Linked DNA regions of Dromaius novaehollandiae: region 1 is linked to region 2. The links are chromatin contacts, called in public Hi-C maps. All regions are on one chromosome and are shown on one strand. Each heading gives the region's core, a stretch centred on a gene start, on an enhancer-like site or on the middle of the called end of the contact. The rest is flanking DNA. Distances are from core to core; before and after follow the strand shown.

Region 1 (6,205 bases), core at 1,365-3,864, 140 kb after region 2:
CAAATTTTTCTTCACTTTTGCATTCATAGCTGCATATGAGATAAAATCTCTACCTAAAACTCTGAAATGCCAGAAATATTCCTGAAACACAATTACTTGGGTGCAGCTCCAAAGTAAGCTATGGTTATTGTAAATACTGATACAGAGATTAAATGTATATTAGGCACTTTACAAAAATAGGGTTAAATTCTAAACTGCATCTACAGTCAACTGCATCATTGCTACCTTATTATTTTAAGGCTGGCTCATCGAAAGCCCCAGTCTACAGTAATCAAACAGCTATTCTGAAGTCTGCCTGCTGGGAATGCCCCTAAAGTGCCAGCCACCAGCTGGGAACAGCTGAAGCGCAGTAACTAGTGTTCTGATCCAGTCTGTTCCTCCGGTTTTCCTCAGGGGGGAGAGAGAAAAAAAAAAAAAAAGCCTACCTCAATATTGGTATTTAATCTATGAGACTCTGCCCATAGCTTTTTCTCTAGCTTTGCAAATTGTCTTTTGTTATGTCAATTAGCCAGCTCCAAGTTATTCGTGACTATCCCGCTCTGCTCTCTTTTATGGCTGGGTCTGCACCCAGATCAGCTCGGTCACAACGATCCAACAGCACTTTTGCGGCCACGTTCCCTGGCCATCCATATAATGCATGGACTTGGGTGCTCTCAGCAGTATTAGATAAATGTCCTAAGGCATAAGGGACTAAGACCTCAGGACTGCTGATCCTTTGCAGCACTCTCCATTGGATATTTCCTGGCAACTTGGAATGAAGATTTGCCTCTGAGAGTCCTTAGGTCACTAGTATGTATCCACAAGGGAACTACCCACCCTGCGCTCCCTCAGGTCTCCCAGACTTTCATGCATAGGATGGCTCTTGGGAAAAAATTCATACAGACCTGGTTTATTTCAGACACAACATCTAAAAAGGCTAGGCATACACTGCAACGGCAATTAAAAAAAAAACAAAAAACAGAAAGTACCCAAAAAGAGGGAATAGCCCTGCTTTGTAACTCTGCTCTGTGTTCCAGTGAGTATCACAGGCTTTGGGGTTTTAAAGTATTGATTTACAATTACATTAGATCTAATCAATTTAGCACAGTTGAACTGAGTTACTTTACAGATTTATGCACTACTTATTCACTCTTTGATATTCTGAACTTAATTCTTGTTATCTGTTTTTCATGTCTGGTCCAGACAGGAAATAACAGCAACCTGTTTGACAGGAACCTAATCAATTACAAACATCCTACATTTTCCTGGTTGCATGCATTGTAAAGGAGCCTACTACCCTGAAATACAGGTGCCTATGGGTCTGAAATCATAACAACTAACCTTCCTTTTATAAAAGGAAAATCATTTTGTAATGAACACAGTATTCTTCAGTGAAGTTCACACATCAGAAAAATCTTCTATAGTCAGTGAAGTTTTAATATCCCGGAACTTCAATCTGCAGTGAACTCCAGGCAGATGGCCCAAGGGCAGATGCAGGATCCCACTAAAGCTAGTGCAATGTCCTGGATCAGCACAGCTCCATGAACAAGGAATGGTGGTAGTGAAATTATGCCCCCAGAAAGAATGCAACTAGATATAACAGTCATTCCCCTCTCCTCACAGCTGGGTAATTTCTTCAAGCATTATGCAGCCACTCTGGTTGCTATAGCCAAAAGGAAGCATGTATCCTGCCTATACCTTTATGCACTAAAAACCTCCATGAATCAACTGCAATTTCAATAATTAGCAGTGATTCCTTCACCACAGTTTTAACAAACTTTCAAGAATTACTAATCAGAAAACAGCTTTTGTTTTCACAAACATGATACGACCTAAATAATTTTTTGAATTTTGACAGAACATTTTATATAAGTGTAGGTATGCAAGTATGCATATCTGAAGTAAAATAACTGGCTTGACTTTGCTTTATCGCTGTTGAAGTTACACATTTAATTTACTGTATATTTCAAAGAAAAATTAAGAGCAGTTTTCTGAGGTAAGGAATTTCACACTTGTTTTTTAAATCATATGAGGGGACATACTCTTTGGAATCAATAAACAGGTTCACTCAGCAGCAAAACTAGTGTTTTTTCCTGTGAGAACTTGGTAAAAATAGATTTTCTTGTACATATGCAGAGAGTTATCGGTAAAGAATTTCTTTTATATACTGGAAATGAAATAAATCCTGAGCCAGATGCAAAATACAGAAGTAAAATAGAGAATGGACTTAGCAGCACTAAACTGATCAAAGATATTAATCTGTCATATTTTTTTACAAAGAAAAATATCGTTCAATAATAAATCAGTAAAAAATCAATACTAAGTGAAATAACACAGTGTTGCTTGTCAGGCCATTAAAATTTGATCAATGGACGTACATATGTTTTTGGCAAGGCAAGCTGCAAACAGCTTTTTCAGGCACATGCTGAATGCTTTTCCAGACTTTTTAGGATAAACTGTGTTTGGCCACATTTTTTTAAATACTAATCTGACCATAATATATACAAATAACTGTAATGGGTAATTCAACTGTTTTATGAAAGACGCATAACATTGTCTTTCTTAAGCTGAAAAAGTCCTTGATTTTAAAGACAGTTAGTTGCTTGCAATTTTACTGAAGGGAAATGTGCATCTCTCCTGCCCACTGACGGCTAAGTAATGAATTACATTCAAAACACCAAACCTTTTCACACAGTTGTTCTCATAAGTTACAAAATCATATTCTGCCTTTTTTAATCTTTTTGTCCTGCAGTGTTAAACTACCATCAAAACTGTGTTGTTCTCTTCTCCAAACAGGAAAAGATCATTCCTCTGACTCTAGCATAGCATAGTACTGATCATAAAGTTGTTTCTAGGAGACTTTCTCCTGATACTCAATTAGTTCTCTTCAGCAAAGCAAGTCACCAAAGCTCATCTAGGCAACAAAATGCAAAGCATTTATGCACCAAAACAGAAAAGCATCTCTAGGACATGTTTATGACTCTCCTTCTGGACTCTGGATTTTGTAGCTAAAATCCTAAGAGAAGAATCTTACATCCGCCTGGCACCAAACCACATCTGAAAAGGCTGCACCTCATTTAGGGCTTAACTGCCTCCTGTCAAAAAGCTCAGACGTGCCACTCAACTTTGTGCGTGTTCGTACAGTAGCCCAGAGCTTTCAGTACTCCTCCTCACTTAGTAGGAAGCAGAAGCATCAGGATCACAAGCAAAACCCTTATTTATGGTACAAGTCTTGCCCTCCTGACAAGTGAGCTGCCTCGTTTTCTGCCCTCCCGCCAGCCAGCCCCTCCACAAACATGGTGCTAGGGAAGCCCTTGCAGCCACAAGCTTTTGCCTCAGGAGGCACCTGAGAACAGCTGCATCAAAGGCGGTGGAGATGAAGCAGTCCAGAGGAAACATGACACTTGAGGGAAGAAGGCTCAGAGGCAAGGAGCAAGGGACAGCATCACAGCTCTGGTTCTAAAATATGCCTTGCTAAAACCCAGAGGTGTGAATACTACTTACAGAGTCTCCTACTTATTGTACACTAACCCCACATGTATTTAATTACATTCATTTTCATATAGAGTTGATCTGAATCATTTTCTGATGTAAGCAGACCTTTGGCTTGACCCCACACGGATGTATGTCACTTTCTGAGAGCACACATCGGGATGGAGGAAAGAAGACACCAGCAGACACTAGAAGGCCCATTTCTGGTTAGGATTTACCAAGTTATGCAGTGCCAGAAGGAAGTGGTAGAGGTTGGAAGGATGAATTCATATAGAAACTTGGAAGAATGACGTGTAAGAATGAAATCTTATTGACTCCTTAAAAGTTCAGCAGTTTTTCTGATGAGAACTACCTTCATGTCTGAAGAGTGTCATCATCACCTCATATGACGACCCATATTCTTTTTCTGATAATGTTACCTTCCCTTCATGTACCTGTTTACTTTTCAGAATAAAAAAGGAGGTAACTTCTTCTAGTGGTCCATTGTTAAAATGTAAAATATAAAAATACAAATACCAGCACTAATACCAAAACTCCTGACATCACCATGAAGTTAAAATAAAGCCAGCCATTCTGGGAAGAAGAATTCTCTAGTCATATTCAGGCTTATTTCACTCACTAATGTACCTCACATCAGCAGATAGGTTTGACTGGAAAAAAAAAAAATATATATATATATATGTATCTATATACACACACATACACACACACACACATATCTCCAGTACATTTTAAATGACTAATCTGAAGAGACATGATTCTCTTAAAATCACAATGTCTCCATTGAAATATAGCAGAGCATTACACGAAGAATCATCAGACAAATCAGAAGGTAGTGCAAGATGTAAAGAATCTAACAAAATGTAAGAAAAAGAACAACCATCCTATGAGAGGGCAGATAGCTGAAACCTTTGACAAGTGAAGGTAAAATCATATTCATATTCAGCATTCATATTCCTTCAGGATTGAACCACAGCACATGTCAATATTATTACAACAATTTAGGATAAGAGAGAAATCAAAACAATCTAACCTAAATAGAGAGACTTCAATTATTAACAAAAGACAAAGAGATAATGAAAAACTGTTTTTAAAAAGAGCTGGTATAATCTACTTAGGGAAGAAATCTATGATCAGTTGGTATCTTATAACAAGAAGAACAGCTGCAGTGGATGGCAACCAACACTCTAAGCAAAATCTGTGATTGTGTCACCCTACTTTGATGGCCTTTTTATGCCTCAGGAAAGCCTGAAAAGTGAAACCCTTTAGCTTATATTTCAGATCTTATATAAGAAGGAAGCCAAAGGCTCAAAGGGGGAATGCTCAAAAGCAAGAAAAAGCAGCTGAGTGCTGAAGTTCTCTACTAGCAGAGCCAGCTGCAAGACCGTGAAGATCCCCTAGGGAAGCAAACTGGGAAAGGCAGGGAGAAAGGGAACTTAGGACACTCAGTCTGAATAATATTTTACAAGCAATGATCAACTTAAGCCGGGCTCGTGAGCCACAGTTAATCCTCTAGAGTATCTCCAACAGAGAAAACTGCCTGGCTAACATCTGCCCAAGCAGAGGAGGAAAGCCATAGCAGAACTCATGTGCTCTTTGTTCTGAGGAAGGACAAGAACAAAATGCAAGACTGCTCAATGTAGATGGAAGGAACATAGGAAAATTTAGGGGGACTCTCCTCTCTCCTCTTTGGGTTGACTACAGAAACATCTCTGAGAAAGGAAATGTGCCTAGTGGGGCATCTGAGGAAACAGGCAAAGAAGGCAGCGTGACCAAAGACAGTGATGAGAAGTGACAACACCTTGCTTGAGGGAACTGGCCTGGTGCCACCTCAGGAAAAGAGATAGTGGTATGGGACCATGCAGAAGAGTAAAATGTGTGAGGATTCTTTTAAGGAAGGCCCTGGTTTACCTGTATATTTGGTACCCATACAGTAAAAAAAGTGTTATAAAATATGTATATTTTATTCAGTTCACTGAATTTAGACAAGAAATTCTTCTGAGAATTAAAAAGGTATGTTAATTTGTGGAGTTAGAGGCTGTGGCTGAAAGGAAAAGGAAAGATTAAGTTTGTGCTGAGAGAAATTATTCAGTAACAATAAAACTTCCAACTTAACTTAGAAAATTTTATCAACACTGAAAACCAAAGCCTAAAACTGTCTTGTATTACATAGGAAGAAAAAATAGACTATTATTTCTTAAATGTAGACAATGAACACATTGAAAACTGCATTAAATCAACCACTCACTAATAGTAGTAACACACGGGGAAAATACAGGTTCAGAACTCAAATAATTTACGACAAGACCATTACTTCTGCTCCCATTTTGTGCAGCAGTGCATGGAGTCTCATCTGTTGGAAGGCAGCAGGGGGCAGCAAGATGCTAAGGATAGACGGCATCAGTATGAGACCAGATATTTACCCTACTTTATCACTGACCTAGGCACGTCTCAAACCCCTGGCAAATATTGGCTATGTACAGGGAGAACAGGTTTAAATCTTTCAAAGTAAAAACTGAAAGAATGACTCCTCCTGCCTTTCAAGAACAGTCACCCAGACAGCAACCACAGGGGGAAAATCCCTGCATTCTCCCTGCACTGGCAACATATGCTGTCTTTTAGCAGAAAATATAAAGGGAAACATGTGCGTTCATGAAGAGGAAAGCCTGGGTTGTCATGGGTACCAACTCACTGCCTGTTGTGTTGAAATTTCAGGATGGTCAGCACTGAATAT
Region 2 (6,859 bases), core at 990-3,489:
CGGAGCTGCTGCCAAGCACTCCACAGCCTGATGAATAGCTCTGCAGCACGGTTTGCACAGCGTGGCACTGAGTGTGCAGCGGGGCCTTTTTTGGTTTTTCATTTTTAATAACTGTAGCCCAAAATTTATGAAGGTTCCCTTTTACCTGAATTCTTACTGGAGTTCTGGCGTACTTTTCTGGCTGAAGTATTTCTGGAAAATCACAAGACAACAACTGACTAAGAGCTTTCAAAAATTATCAAGAGTGAACAACTTTAAAAGCAAATGAGCAGAAAACAACCTATTTCCTGATCAAACGATAGCCACAAGTTCTTCCTACCAAGAATCATATTTTCCTACCAAGTAAAATGCTAGACTTTCCCCTACCATATGAGAAGTACCAAGAGGAGAATATTACTGCAGAGCAGTGGTATAATAACTGCTAATCCCCAGGACACCACTAATAATTATCTAGAAAGACAACGCTGTGAGAATGTGACTTGTTTGAGAATCAGACACCAGCTGTAGCAATGAGATTATTTGTGTCTATTTGCCTCAGCGCGCAGATCTGCTAGCTGAATAAAACACAAGCAAGAATCTAAAATTGTGACAAAGAAAGTATCAGTTATTTATCAAGACATTTATTGTGCTTGTGGTGTGTTTGTCTCCTGATCGATTTAGGATCTCCTCTCTGTCTTTTATAAATTAAACTCTTCCTTAATATCATTTCATATTAAGAGTGATCTTAAACTGATCTGGCATATTTCCTGCCCGTTCCTCAAGGAACTGTAAACATACTTAAGGTGTACTGGCCTACTCTCAATGTCAATCCAACTGAGTCCTGGGAGTCTCAAAGTGTCTGTAGGGCATTCTCCTGCTAGCCTGGCTGTAGGCTTGACGACACCAATTGTCAGATTTCAGGTGAAATATGTCCCTCTGCAACTGTCAGCCACAGCTGGTTGGCAGAATGAAATCTGCCACAGCGAGAAACAAGTGGCTTTAGGTATTTTTGCATTAGCAGGCCAGTGCTATTAATCATGCTAGAAGGGCTACCACTAATACCTCCTGCATATCATGTTCAACTGTGACAATTTATCAACTTCTTTTTGATTACATTTTGTAGGAACCAGTACGAAGAGGTGAGTGCTACGGAAGGTGCCAGACTCTCCTTGATCATAGTTCAAAGCTTCTTCCAAGACAGGTTCCTGTTTCTACGCATGCCCTTCCTCTGTGAAATTAGAGGAAGGATATCACATCTGACCCCTGAAAAGAAAGATCACAGCCCTAGTTAAGAAAATAATAAAGCTAATAGCAGTGGGTCTTTAAAAGGAGTAAAAACAGCAGTCTTGTGGACCACTCTGCAGCTGGGAAGCCAGTTAGCTGATAGCAGCTGAGGATTTGACCTTGCTGTTAATGTGAAACTGCCTGGGTCCTCAATTCTGTAACCTTAATATGATTTCAGGACGTTAGGAATAGAAAGGATAGGCTGCAGCTGGTGCTATCAATGCTGAGTTATGTGCCGTTGCCAGACACTCAACAGCAGCATGGTGCAGACCACCAGCTCCAGCATGCAGACAGCGGAGCAGGGCAGCAGCAAGTGCCAGTAAGGCAGCATGGCTGCGCTCACATCTGCCCAGGGGCCCAGTTTACAGTCATTGCTACATGGGCTGGAGCCATCCTCTGCCTCCAGCACAACCAGTGATTCCTTTTCTAGGAAGGAGATGGAGTACCTTTCTGCTCTGATTTTTAATAGTCCTGGGTGATTGCTAAGTAGCCAAGTTCTGCCCTTAGTTTCAAATCAATACTGACCGAGACAGTTCCACCAAACTGATCACGTTTCCTTGACTTGCACTTTTTAAACCTTAAAGGCTCTGAATTCCTTAGAGAAGACAGTTTAGATAAGCAGGTATTATATTCGGAACAGCAATACATGAAGTCATTTGCAGAGGAAGGTGACAAGATTTATCCTTTGATCTTGTGGAAATCTATTTCACAGGCAAAGGATGGCCCTTGGAAAGTTCTCTCCCTCCCCTACGTCATTATTACAATAGAAGGTCTCATTATACCAGGGAATGATTTGTCAGTGGTGGTCTTCCATCCAGAGCTCTATGCAATCATGTAAAGAATGTTCTCCTGCTTAAAAGCTAACAACCAAGATTTCCGATCTGACTTCATTTCTATGGAAACCACTGTAGAGAAACAGGAGAAATTTGATATGCTTGTAAAAAATTCGGTGTTGGTAAGCTGTATAGCAATGCTTTCTATTGGCTAGAGCTTCTTAAGTGTGCTTGGCTGCATGTGTCTGTTGCTGTAATCTGGACCCTACAATAAGCATGTAGGAAGGAGGCTTAGCTGAAAATAATTTGTTATCCATCAGGTTGGAAGACAAGTGGTAGAAAACTTACCTTACAAATGCTGACAGTGGTCATTTGAATTAGGTCCCTGAACTTTGTATTGTATAAGGAGCCTTCACTTTTTGGGAGAACAGTCATGGGAGGAGAAAGACAATGATAATATGATGGACACTTCGGCAGCAGATCCAGCCACAGCCTCCATCCATTCACCTTGCAGCTTCATAGGGATTTTCGTAGGCTTTGGCAGGAAAAAGGAACTTAGAAATGATGGCAGTAGGCAGACAAGGTCAAGCAGCAGACATTCTGTTCTTAACCTTTTGGGGAAACCCCAAGAAGAATCCATCAGAGTTTAGTACATTCCTTTAGGTCTTACTGTTTTTCTGTGGTCTGCAGAGAGGTCTAAGAATTGAGAATCAGTTCCTGCCAAGCATCTCTTACCAACAGGAGACCATCCATCACTGACGCCAAAATTATTTCCATTCCTTGTCATGACCTGAATCCTTATTGTGTCTGATCCAAAGTGTTAGCTGCAATTAGAGAAACTTGTAAGGATCCTAGTTTTTTCTTTGTGATTGCTAGGGAATGGAAGATTTGATACTACATAGCAGTACTAGAAACAGTGCACCTAGGTGGCATTTCTTCAATGTTGATCCCACTCTGACATATTAGCAGTAGGAACAGTAAAGTTTTTCCCAAATTATGTGGTGTTTATTTTAATCAAATGTGGCACCAGTTCTTCATGAGTCTTATGCTATTTAAAAGATTAGGGAACAGTGTCACAAGCTTTGAATCAAGATGCATTTAAGATAGACTTTGATCACATCAGATGCAGTGTTTCTTTTTTTAAACTGCTTTGTGCATTTGGAAGACTTAAGGTCAGTTTCCTTCTGGAGTAAAATGCAATTAAGAAACATGCTGGTGCTTAACCTTTCCAATCTAGTTTGAATTGACTGGAATTTTAAAGCTCAAGAAACTATTTAAATAAAATAAAAATATCCCCCTCATCTCTCATACCCATTCTTTCTGTAAACCTTTTAGACTCCCAGCTTTGCAGTCTAGAGCAAAAAGTAGTCTCTAGCAAAGGAATGCTACAGAACAATTCAGAGAACCTTGTATCAAAAGGAAACGTCAATAAACAACAAAGAGGAACCCAGTGAGGTACAATAAAACAATTAAAATTCAACATAAAGCATGACCATAGCATTTTGTAAAATCTAAACAAACCATTACAACCTTAATACACACTGCATTATTAGTTTAAGTTGCAGTAAGATGTATTCAGTTATGCTAAAAAAACCCACCCCATCCAGCCAGTAAGACAAGAGAAGACAACACAGAAATCTTAGTCAGCTGAATTACTGAGCTGAATATTTTCAGTTTCACAGACCTTTGAGTTTACAAAGCTTTATTAGCCCAAGTAAAGATGAAAAAGACTAAGGCCAAAGAGGCATGTAGAAAGAAATCCCATTATACATCCTTAATAGGTTGCTTCCAGAATTTCTGGAAGACTACAGAGCTTCTGAGATCCTAAGAAACCTAGCAACTGCTGCCTGAAGATAATGCAGTTCTCATCAGTTATTCTGTCAAGATGAAATTCTGGTCAGTGTGACAATGGTAGTCAAGGGGACGGCAGTGAGTCTGACAAGCACTGTATTAACTTAGTTCAGCAGCTGGCAGCGTCCACAAAGTACACCCATGTGAACATAAGGGGATTGGGAGATACATGGCAGAGACGAGAAGCAAAATAGTGACTTTGTTTTACATGTGCCAGAAAACAATCATCTGCTTTCCTTCCAAAATGAAAAACTGATGGAGAAAGGGGAATGATTCAATAAAGTCTTAAAAAATGTGTCACTTGAGCCAAGGAAAGTGTTTTGATTTTGTTTCACTGAAGAAGTTACATTTACTGTGTGGGTTTATATTGAACATCACATACTGTAAATTTGAAAAATGAAACAGAAATACTTCATTCTCAGGCTCTTGAAATGTTTTGAATTTTGCAAAACCATTTTCAATTTTGCTTCAGAAAAACCTTGGGCTTCAGGCAGGTGAAGTGGAGAGATACACTGATCTACCAGGAAATGATGCAGTTTTGAAAATTCATGATGTTCTGTCAGAATTTTGTTGAAATTGAACTGTTTTCAAGAAGCATTTGACTTTGATGTGTCTTTACAACACCAAAGGAAAAAACGCTGTATGGAAAGTTTTCTAGCAATCTCCAGAATATATCTTGTTGCATGCAAAAAGCTATGTTCATTGAAGTTGCATAGTCAAGCATGGTATTAGGACAGCCAGAAGTAAAAAAGACAACGCTTCTGCAACTCTGCTTCCCTCTGCCCCAGGCATTTGTCTCTGTGATGCAATTCAAACACTTTGTCCAGTTTTACTTTGCACAGAAACCTCTCCTCCTTCAGGCCTCAGGACAGAAAATATTTTATAATGAGCAGTTATATTTTGTTTTTATTATCTGAGGTTTGAACCATACTTTGGGCTGGAAATATCACTAAGAAGAAAGTGTTCATGGCAGCTATCTACTGATACTAGTCAGTTTTTATAAAATCTTCAGCAGAAGTAGACATATCATTTCCATTTTACAGAAAAGTTATTGATTGTAAGAGCTCTTTCTAACATGCAATGTAAAATACAGCATTTTATATGGTTCAAACAGAAGCTGGTTAACAACTGAGTGGGTAGTTTAATAAGGGTCTCCCAAACATGGTTTGCTACAGCTTTGGTAATCCTTTTCAATAGACTATAAATCTTTGATTTAAAAAGGAAAAGTTCCACTAGTGAATATTTCTCCTAATAAACATGTTTACAACAAGTGTGGAGGGAGGTAGTATAAGCGGTTTCGCATGTAGGGGAATGTATGTATGTCTTCTAATGGTGTCATGCAGCAAGATGACGGCTAACTGAGGATGGTTTCAGGTTTCTGAACAGATCAGTGCCAGGACGGTATTGCTGTTAACTGAACATGACATGTCAGGAGCAGAGCTTGGTCTTTCACGTTATAGTAAACCTAGACCAGACCCCGTCAGTATGACCTCATTAACCTCATGACTCTTGATCTCTCAATTATGTCCAACTCTCCACTCACAAAAGTATTTGGAACAAGCCTGACTCCAACAGTAATTTATTTATTCCCATAAAAGACCTATTTATGCTGGCTTGGAGGTCAGCATCTTTTTTTAAAGACAACCACCCTTAGTAGGGAATTATCTATTCTATTCCGATGCTGTAATGGGCTAAGAACATATACGTGGGACAGTTAGTGTGCTGTATAAACAAATTTAACCTGTGAATCCATATGTGAACCAGAATTTTGGCAAGAAAAATGAAAACCATGAGAAGTGTTGAACATTGCACTTGGGACTTAATGCAAACATGCAATTATATAAGTTAGTCCTGACTAGACTAGGAAAATGCCTTTTGTTCAGAAGGCAGGTGAAGTTTTGAGAAGAGCTAGCTGTGCAGGGAATGTGTGAGCACAAGGATGAATGAGCAATACAGTATCAGCGTAGAAAGAGAGGAAGGTCACAGTTTCAAACCCACACAAGGGTTACCCACACTGGTCTTTAATGAGAGAACATTTCTGACTTTGATTTTGTCCAGTTAGAGGGCTCTGTGTGAGTCAACGTCTTGCTTATGTCATTATCCCTTCTGCAACCTGCGTTGTCATAGTTAAAATAAGAACAGATACAAGGACCTTCCCTGCTTGTTGTCAGAGTCACAGAGGATGTAACTTCCTAAAGAAGAGATGCATTCAGCAGAGAAGTATGGCTAGTGCTTCAAAGCTTCACATGCTTCTTTCAAATTCTGTCCAGATGATGGCACTGAATTTTCATTACAGAAGTATTTGAGTAACCTCAGATGAAGAGCTCCATTTTGATGAAAGATTAGTCTTCCTAGAATTAGGCATGTATTCCCAATTCTAGACTATAACTGTACTATGGCAAACACTCAGGATAGTGTGTAGATTACTCATGGCAGTAAAGATACACAATTTTCTGTAAGAATAGTGTGGGTAGGAGCTAATTCACATAACTTCTGAAGGTAACTCCAAAAGTAACTCTTGAAACATTGATGCTCTTCTGATTTTCAGTGACACCAAGGTATTTCTGAAATGCTGCCCACTGTTATTCTTAAACATTTTTAAATTAGCAGGTTACAAGTGAACTGGAAGGGCACTTCCCTAACACTGAAATAGTAAGACGCACCATGTTCTCAAAAGGGAAAATCCACCCAGCACTCAAGAAAATGGTGATCATATGACCAAATTTGAGTGCTCAGGCAATGCCTGTTCTCCCTTCTGTTAGCATGCAATGATACGTGTATTCATCAGTGCCATCATTAACTCTGCACCTCTAACCTGTGCTGCCACTTCATTTTTTGTGTGCATTTGTCCATATCCTCTAGTCCTGATAACAGAGGCTTGTTTAAATCATTATCACTCTTTTGCTTAATTAAAATAAGATTTATCTTCTTCTGGTGGGATACCACCATTCATCATATCTGATAGTGATTAC

Evidence for each region. A called contact is a pair of places that touch in the nucleus more often than the background predicts.
Region 1: a contact with region 2 is called in a Hi-C map of ovary, with 4 times the contacts expected there. The contact joins two enhancer-like sites. A contact is called at or near these places in 3 of 4 Hi-C or Micro-C datasets (brain, liver and ovary).

Annotation. Positions count from the first base shown.
Region 1 is chr2:141,274,432-141,280,636 of bDroNov1.hap1, forward strand. All of the region lies in intron 4 of OXR1 (oxidation resistance 1), which reads right to left. Among named protein-coding and RNA genes, the nearest start is that of ABRA, 120 kb to the left of the region's middle. Within about 2 kb of position 2,615, at least 1 of the 2 cell types and tissues checked has open chromatin away from gene starts, as enhancers often do.
Region 2 is chr2:141,137,527-141,144,385 of bDroNov1.hap1, forward strand. No RefSeq gene overlaps it. Among named protein-coding and RNA genes, the nearest start is that of ABRA, 15 kb to the right of the region's middle. Within about 2 kb of position 2,240, at least 1 of the 2 cell types and tissues checked has open chromatin away from gene starts, as enhancers often do.